Regions from separate parts of the Mus musculus genome. Here all the other regions are linked to region 3. The links are chromatin contacts, called in public Hi-C and promoter capture Hi-C maps. All regions are on one chromosome and are shown on one strand. The core of a region is the stretch at or near the end of the contact, and the rest is flanking DNA. Distances in the headings are between cores, read along the strand shown.

Region 1 (2,700 bases), core at 171-2,670, 560 kb after region 3:
CTTCTGGGGTTGGAGGGTTCCTGAACATCAGGTCTCCACAGCGACGTAAAATGAACAAAGAAAGAGACGTGCACACTCTCTTGTAGTCCCTCCACTCCGTCCCATGCTCCATGTTTGCTGAGGGCCCACTCTTACCAGGAAGAGGTTTTCTTAACTGTTGCATCTGGTGATAGGTGGCGTCAATCATGCCTTTCCTGCTCTGGACAAAGGAACAACGGCTTCCGTGTGCCTGTTCCTTGTGGTCTTCAGGTAAACACAAAATCTTCTCCATCCTGGAGCTGCCATTTCCCACCCATGTTCTAGGGCAGTTGGAGGCTGCCAGTCTGCCTATTTCAAGCTTTCTCTGCCTGTCAAATCCACATACCTCATCAGAGGCTCAGCCCTTCTCCCCTCCTGCAGATGTACTTGGGGCTATTTTGGGAAGATTTTGCTACAACAGCCTCTGAGTGCTAATTAATGTGACTTTGGAGAGAATTTTCCATTAGTAGGCAAGAAAAAAAAAAGCAGAAAGATAAATCACCTTGAAGTCTAATGAGCAGTGCTGGCCCCCCAGCCCAACAACATCCAATCGGCTAAAGTGTAACTTTCTCCAGTGTCCAAGTTCACAGCTAAAGTTGCTTCTTATGATACGCTTGTTTGGTGCAGATTTTGAATACGTACAACACTCGGATACTGAGCTGGAGCATGTTGAGAATACAGTCAGGAAAATATGTCAGGGACAGAGAAATCGAATTTCAAAAGACAGCACAAATAATAAAACTTGGCTTAGGATTTGTGGAAAATCAGAGAGGGCTGCCTGGAAGAGAACAGGTCATGTGGTATGTCCGTAAAATTCAACATGGATCCAAAGTCTGACATGGGCAACTCATAAGTTGTGTGACCAAGGTAAGTCACTTAACTTCTCTGAGCCTCCCTTTCTTCACTGGAAAATCCAGTGTGGGAGGGAAGCTCTTGTAGAATGGGTGGGTGTTGTGATAACTGAATTTATACTGATAGACTCCAAGGTCTGCTGCATAGTAACTGCTCATTAAAAGTTAGCTATTAAACAGCTGCTCTCTGCCAAATGAGGAAAATAGTGGAGCTCATTTTCCCGGTAGGGTAGAAAACATTTAGGGAGATGATATAGCCAAGATCTTGACCCAGATCCGGTACACACTAGATGAGACTGAAAGTGCCCTTGGTCACAACGATGAGAAGGAAGAGAGGAAAGGGGGACCAGAGGAAAGCTATGTCAGCTCCTCCCTCCTGCCCAGCTCTCCCAGGGGTCTGAGTCCATCCTTTGGCACTATGCCCTGGGCTGCTAAGTGTCTGCTCCAGCTTCCCAGCCGCACATCCGCCAGAAGCGGGCGGTGCTGACTTTTCCCGTGCTGTCTCTGTTCTCAATCAAATGTGCCACTTTTCTGCCTCGTTTCACACATTGTGAGAGACATCCGCATTCTGGTCTCTCAGTGTCCCCAGGTCAGCTCCTCCTGACCGGTCATGTGCCCACTGATGCGGCTGAAGTCCATTATCTTCCAGATTAATTGTTGGCCTAAGGATCAACTGCCCCGCCCACGCCTCCGCCCCACCCCCGCCTCGCCCCGCCCCTTGGAGCCAGTCAGGCTCTGCGGGGTCATGGTGACTCTGAGGGAGCTCTTCGGTGAATTCTGAAAAGCATATAACCTCCTGTGAGCACCCTGGGGTGACACAGATGAGACACCCCTGAGGTGAAGCGAGACACATGGGCTTCTGAAGAAGTTTGAGTTCTTTTCCAAATCCATCTAGTAAAATCATTGCTCCCCTGTCTCACTTGTTGGTTTTTTTTTTAAGGGGGCTGTTAATGAAATGCACAGAAAAGTAAAAACATGTCATGCAAATTAGACACCTTTGGGGATTTTTAAAAACTTGTTTGAAGGGCTAATTAAGAAGCTATTAAAATAATTAATAATAATCTGCTTTTCCCAAATTCCTTTCAGTTGGGAAGTGTAAGTGACTCCATTTTATTCTGCTTTTTAAAGCTCAGAGGTGTCAGGTCACTGGTTTCTGTCTTCTGAGTAGCGGGTCCCTCATTTCCCTGGAAATATTTTTCTAAACTTTTGGTGGTGTCATTTTCCAGGGGAATCCCATTAATGTTCTTCCTGGACGGTGTTTTCCTTCTCTCTGGGCCATTCCCGAAGTAGCAACGTGGTCAACTCGGAGCAGAGTAACTCCGAAAGCGCCCTGGGAGAAAACTGTTCTGAGCTACAGGAAATTAAAAAATTCCTGCAATACCGACCCACTGCTCAAAGTCAGTCTGTGGTGTCCCAGCGCCACTCCACTCTGAAGTCAGTCCAGAAAGAGTTCTGAAGAGTCGTTTCCAGGCTTATAAAGGGTCACATCACGTATTGAAGCCATATTGGCTTCTGTGTTTTGTAAACTTCGAACTCATTACTAAACCCTTGTCTCTTCCACCCCCGGGCCTGACTCCCACCTCCATCAATCTGAGCCTGAAAACACATCATGAGAAATGCTGAAAAGCACTGTACACGTGGCGATGTGATAAAGCACGGATCACTTTGAGCCGGAGTTTTCCAGCGATTTCCAAGATGCACAGGAAGATGAGCCACACTGTCCCCTTTCTAGATCTAGGCTGGTCCCCAACATTTCTAGGAAACAACTAGGATTGTTTCCTCCGTGCTCCTGCTCCCTGTCTTTGGCATAAGCCACAGGCCATGTCTGAAT
Region 2 (2,771 bases), core at 209-2,708, 930 kb after region 3:
GAGATGTGTGATTTAAGAAGACCCCTGGGTGAATCTGAGGTGGGGGCTGGTTCAGGGAGCCCTGAACTTGATGGAGACAGGAGTCTTATGACAGCCGCAAGTGTCCCAACAGCACCTAAGCATCTCCCTGGCCACTGAGTAGAACCGTCGCTATGACAAAGGTGCAAGAAAGAGGCACCCTCCACAGAGCGGGTCTCTGCTCTCTGGGACCAGCTTTCACTCAGACCCAGCTGACAAGGCCCCCAAACCATGTTCCCGGGGAGCACCAGCTGCCCCCAAACCATGTCCCCAGGGAGCACTGGCATGCAAAGGCCATGCAGGACCGTGAGCAGGGGAAAGCAGGCTCTGTTTTCTCATTTATTTCTTTTTCTCTTTTATTTTCTCTCGCTCTGCTGACTATCTTTCATCTCTGGCCTTCTAGTACTCTGTTGATTATTCCTTTGCACGACCAAACCAAATCAAGGGATGCAATACAGATGGACAGGCACTAAGGATGCCTGACGAGCATCTCCTGCCTTGCAGAGACCTAGTGCATCTCATCTCCGCTGGAAAAGGGTTCTTACTACTGGCTGGTCTCAGAAGGTGGGTTCCCCTTCTCTCCCGCAGGATATGGTCCTGCAGGCACGAATCCCACCCACTCAGCTAAAACAACAACCTGGCCATCACCAGTCCCAGCCCCTGACCCCACCCCCTACAAGCCCACTGCAAACAGACTGAAATAGGAATCAATATGACCATTCTGGGGAAATCCAAGCCCAGTTTAGATGATTCCATGAAGTCTTAAAGCTGGAGTTGCACCTCTGATCCCGCCCAACCCACCAAGTCTCCAGGGACTAACCCTCTCCTTAGGCCTGGAGGCCGGGTGGGGCTGATGGGAGCCTGAGGCACAGCTGGGAAGGGAAAGCTGGGCCTTAAGAGCACCTGCTTATGGCTCTAACTTTCCTCACTGCACCCCTGGGAGGGCGTCTGTTCATCTCTCCACTACTCAGAGAACAGAAGTGAGACCCGGGGAAACCATTTGCCTACATTCTGTCAGGAGTGAGAATGTTATAGGCAAGCTGCTCACAGCCTCCTGCCGGGGCACCTCCGAGGCAGTAACGGCTCCTTGGCACCTACCTGTCAGGTTACATTTCAGGATGTTGCACAGATCGTCCAGGAACTTCTTCAACTCAGGGTTCTCCTCTGCTTCTGGGTCAGGGCGGCCCTCGACAGCGGAGAAGAGAGCAGCACCCACCAGCGCATAGGTCACCAGGCAGCAAAGGAAGCAGAGGCCGGGCAGAAGCTTGCCCAGGGCTTCGGGGCAGCATCCCCTGGCCTTCCCCAGGGCCTCGGGACAGCATCTCCTGGCCTCAGGTGGCTCCTCAGCCTCCATCCTCTTGGAGCAGCTGAGGGCAGGACAGGAGGAGTGTGTAGAGGAGGCTGGAGCATACAGCCTGGGAGAGGAAGGTGGGAGTGGCCGGAGAATGGCCAGGCTCCAGCCTTAAGTGGATGGTGCGTGAGCTTCCCAGAGGACTGGGAAGCAGCCGGAACCCATCATGTTTGGCTCATCCAAACAACTGGGATGGCGCCCCTGCTAGTGCCCCAAATTGTTATTGATCCTCCTGACCAGCTCCAGAGTTTCTGGCGGGGACTTTAGGAGGACCTCAGAGATTGTTTTGTACTTTGCTCTGCCTTTCCTGTTCTGAAACTGCAGCTTCGGTTTCCAGGTACCAAATCTGGCATTCAGTACTTAGTCAAATGACTGTTCTTTCTGAACAATTCAGGCACTCCTTACCCCGGCATACCTGGAATACTGGACAACAGGAATAAGAATTAGCACAGCATAGGCTCACTGTTTCCAAAATGCTGGAACCTGTCTGGGTCTCTCAGTGACCTGGAACTTGCCAAATAGTCCAGGCTGCCTGGTCTGGAAACCCCTTTCACCTGTCTCTAACGCCCCAGGCTCCGCCTCCCCAGGCTCCGCCTCCCCAGGCTCCGCCTCCCCAGGCTCCGCCTCCCCAGGCTCCGCCTCCCCAGTACTGGGATCATAAACAGGTGCTGTCAGTCCCTGCCTTTTTCTTCTTTTTTTCAAATGATGATTTTGGGGATGGAACTCATGTCGGCAAGGCACATAGTCATCTACCTAGCCTGAACTCACTATTTATTGAGCTCTTCCTCCTCTAGAGGAAAGTAAATCTTTCTAATCCAGGGTGAGTGAAGTGTTCTGGCTTGAATGTAGTTGTCCTCCCAAATTCTCTGTTAGGAAACTCTGTTAGGAAACTTTCTCTGTTAGGAAATTCTGTCTTTTGGGTCTTATGTGGCTATTGCTAGCTGGGAATCAGAGCATCTGTGACTACCCACGTGAGACATCCACAAGGTCCCTCCCCGTTCTGAGGATACGTCAGAGGCCGGGGAGAGGGACCCTTCTTTAGCGATGTAGCTGTCTATGAGCTGCCCATCCACCTGGACTTGGGTAGAATTGTCTCTGCTGCTGAGTCAATGTCCTTCTGTCTGAGGTGACTAGAAAAAGAGCGCCTCTTGGCTCGGCAGGTCAGGGTGCATGCTACCAGGCTTGACAACCGAAATCCACAAGTGGAATGAGAGAACTGGCTTCTGCAAGTTGCCCTCCGGCTTCCATGTGTGTTCCATGGTATGTGCATGCATGTGCACGTGAACGCACACACTAATAAATAGATACTTAAAAATTATGAAGAAATAAACTCTCAGGGTTGGAGAGACCGCTGGCTGCTCTTCCAGAGCACCTCGGTTGGATTCCTAGGACTCACTCGACG
Region 3 (2,872 bases), core at 25-2,524:
ACTTGGTAGACATTTTAGCAGGCATGCCACAGTAGAAACACAAACCCACAGTTTTTATTTATTTTTATGAGCCAGTATTTTTTTTATTCTTTCAGTTTCCAGATAGTGGATTCAAAAATTTCAAACAGTATTCAAAAGGAGATAATGATTCTTAGAATTTTTTGACACAGGGGCTTCACTTGAGTAATAATCGGATACCCTACATCGACACTCTTCACAGACTTTGCTAAATATGAGCACTGGAGATGTCTCAAGTCGATCAGTGTTTCCATGGAAATAGATAACCCTTAGATAAGGCCTGAGAAACAGGGTTTGAGATGCTGTGAACCCCAGTCCCAGCACAGGAGAGAGATCAGAGTTCCGAAGACAAATGTGTATTTCTGTAGGATGAGTGTTTTCTCCGAAAGCATTAAGGGCGAGGACAATACTATCGTAGGGTTTTTAATCTTGGAAATAAGAGAGTAAATTACTTTGTACCTTATGCTTTTCAAGAGTGGTTAACCCAGCTTTGGAAGCAATGCTTCCTATTCCTAAAGGCAATAAGAACACTAGCTTAGAAAACTTGTGAATTACGGCTTCCCTGGCTGTGAGTTCCTAAGCTATTTATCTTAATTTTAGTTATCTTCTCTCATTCCAGTACTGCACTACATCCACACACATTTAATGATGTTTGTGAAATTCATAGCTAACTGTCTTGTATCACTTGGGGCTGCCTGGACATTACTTTTTGCTAATACTTTCTGCAAGAAGAACTCTCAAAGTCTGCACTCTACTTTGGACTTTTAACAAGAATAAACCTACAGAGCTGTATTTCTATCACTCCTTTCTGACTAAATCAATATTTGACTGGAATAGCCCCCATGAAAAGTCTGATTATTGAATATTGTGAAATCCACATCACTGTCCACAGCCGAGAGCAGTCCTCCTGCCCGTGGGTAAGAATTAAGATGTCGCAGGCAGGAATCAACACAGGATACTGGATTAAGTGAAGCTTTTTTCCCCCGTGTGTTAGAGCAAGTTTTATGAGTTAGAGAAGTCGCTGCCAGGCCGTGGTTTCTACACACAGGAGTAGTCTCTGCTGGGAAAAAGGGTTACAAAAGTCACCCGGCTTACCTTGCTTGTCACCACAACTCTGCAGGCGCGAGTGTCTCCAGTCCCACAACAGTTTAACTCACATGGATCCAGGAAGAAACCATTTCTCTGACCGATTACATCTTGGTTGCTCCCAAGGATACAGGGCTTTTGGGAAACACTGTGCATGCGTTCTTCGGTGGTTCCTCTCAATTTAAAGGCTGAAAGATGGGCAAGTGTCCAGTGGCTGCCCGACGACCGGGACAGGAATTCGCAACAGTAAGGCTTGTTCAGAAAGGGTTTCCCGTGACACAGCACAGTTTCACAGCAGCCACTAGATGGCGCATGAGAACCACTTGTGTCAGGCACCAACGCAAATGATCAGGTCTGTTCACAGCGAACCAAAAAAGTCCGAAAACAATCCTTCCCAAACTACTTTTCTAATAGGTTATTATCACCATCTCAGTGTTTACACGAAACCTAAATGGTCTTGATTTGTTTGGTGACTGTAGGGGAATCCTCCACAGAATATCCCGGTCAGATTGTAAACGTGGCATTTTAAATCTTTATTAAGTCAGAAAAGGGAATTGAGACAGACAGGAGCAACTAAATCTACCTATTTAGTACTGAACTTCAACAAAAGTTTTCTAAGTGTCTACTGGGTGGGAATGTTACTTAAGCTTCTTAAATGGTAAAAGAACATTCTATTACCCGGAAGAAAAATAAAAACCAAAATAACAACAACAAAAACAAAACAAACAAACAAACAAAAAAACCCAAAGTACCAGCAGCAAAAACGGTACCATCAATTTCACATTGTACAGAATGTCAAAGATATGTTAGACCTACACATAGCTCTGGGACTTCAGTAGTTGAATTTAAATTTTTTTTTCTATTTATTTATTTGAACGTGTGTGAGCTCATGTCCTACTGTGAAGGTCAGAGGGCAACTTGAAGGAGTCTGCTTCTCTTTCCACCATGTAAGTCTTGGGGATTGACATCATGTCCTGAGGTTTGGTGGCAAGTGTGTTTACAGTGAGCCAGCCATCTTGCCAGTTCATCATTTCTTGATGTAGAACAAATATGAATGTCAGGGACAAAAACCAAAGCAAAACCAAACCAAACCACAACTGCAACAACAAACCCCCTATAATCTCAGGACTTAGCTTATAATTTTTTTCCCTCTTAGAGCCAAGGATAACTCTCTTTGCCTTAGTAAATGTAAACTCCTATACAGAAAATACTGAAAGAGACAAAGTTACAGTGGAAGCAGTTTTTGTTTTTCTTTTGTGTTTGTTGTCATCAAATATAAAATTATGACACTTCTAAACCCACCTTCTGATAAACATTAATAGTAACAGATCTTATAGAAATATTCAGAGGGGAAAATCCTCAAGAAAACATCTTCAAGTTGATTTTGAAAGTTCTGAAGATGACTCAAAAGTCTCTGAAATATGTTTACTAGAAAGTCAGTGGCTTAAAACAAACAAACTAGGGGCAGCTTTTCTCTTTCACCCTCCTTAAAGTAGGTGTGATATTTCTTCTGAGGCAACCTGGAGCCCAGAGTAAAGACTGCTCTCATTTTTAGATCACTGGTTGTTTGTTTGAACTGAAGAATTAGTTGCATTTCAAAATAAGGACATGCCTAATGAAATGATTAAAACACACAGAGCATTAAATTATAAGCAGATGGGAGAGAAGTGGGTAGGGGGGTGGCCTTGCTGGGGACCTGAGTCCAGGGGAGCTGGCAGCTTTGGGGATTCCTATAGCAGACAGTTGCTTAAGCAACAGAGAGCAGAAA

Evidence for each region. Hi-C and Micro-C count contacts between places; a contact is called where the count stands out from the background. Capture Hi-C pulls out chosen DNA fragments and counts their contacts.
Region 1: a contact with region 3 is called in a Hi-C map of uterus, with 5 times the contacts expected there. The contact joins the enhancer-like site here to the promoter of E330013P04Rik in region 3. A contact is called at or near these places in 11 of 39 promoter capture datasets (the 3T3-L1 cell line, 3T3-L1-derived adipocytes, the HPC-7 cell line and 7 more), 1 of 15 datasets of contacts at CTCF or cohesin (the NIH/3T3 cell line), 11 of 484 Hi-C or Micro-C datasets (the HL-1 cell line, adipose-derived mesenchymal stem cells, embryonic fibroblasts and 3 more) and 15 of 115 datasets of contacts at active chromatin or transcription factors (T-cell acute lymphoblastic leukemia, bone marrow-derived macrophages, craniofacial prominence and 8 more).
Region 2: a contact with region 3 is called in a promoter capture Hi-C map of liver, with 6 times the contacts expected there. The contact joins the promoter of Kcnk18 here to the promoter of E330013P04Rik in region 3. A contact is called at or near these places in 5 of 39 promoter capture datasets (the 3T3-L1 cell line, the C10 cell line, the HPC-7 cell line and 1 more) and 2 of 9 other capture datasets (adipose tissue and liver).

What each region holds. Positions count from the first base shown.
Region 1 is chr19:59,587,036-59,589,735 of GRCm38.p6, reverse strand. No RefSeq gene overlaps it. Among named protein-coding and RNA genes, the nearest start is that of Gm19956, 66 kb to the left of the region's middle. Within about 2 kb of position 1,420, at least 51 of the 459 cell types and tissues checked have an H3K27ac peak or open chromatin away from gene starts, as enhancers often do. A contact at or near this core is called in craniofacial prominence, stem cell-derived neural progenitor cells and uterus, where this site is marked.
Region 2 is chr19:59,218,335-59,221,105 of GRCm38.p6, reverse strand. It overlaps Kcnk18 (potassium channel, subfamily K, member 18), which reads right to left and starts at 1,458. Exons shown (of 3, transcript NM_207261.3): 1 at 1,117-1,458. The coding sequence starts at 1,372.
Region 3 is chr19:60,143,077-60,145,948 of GRCm38.p6, reverse strand. E330013P04Rik (RIKEN cDNA E330013P04 gene) reads right to left here and starts at 1,274. Exons shown (of 5, transcript NR_026942.1): 1 at 1,114-1,274.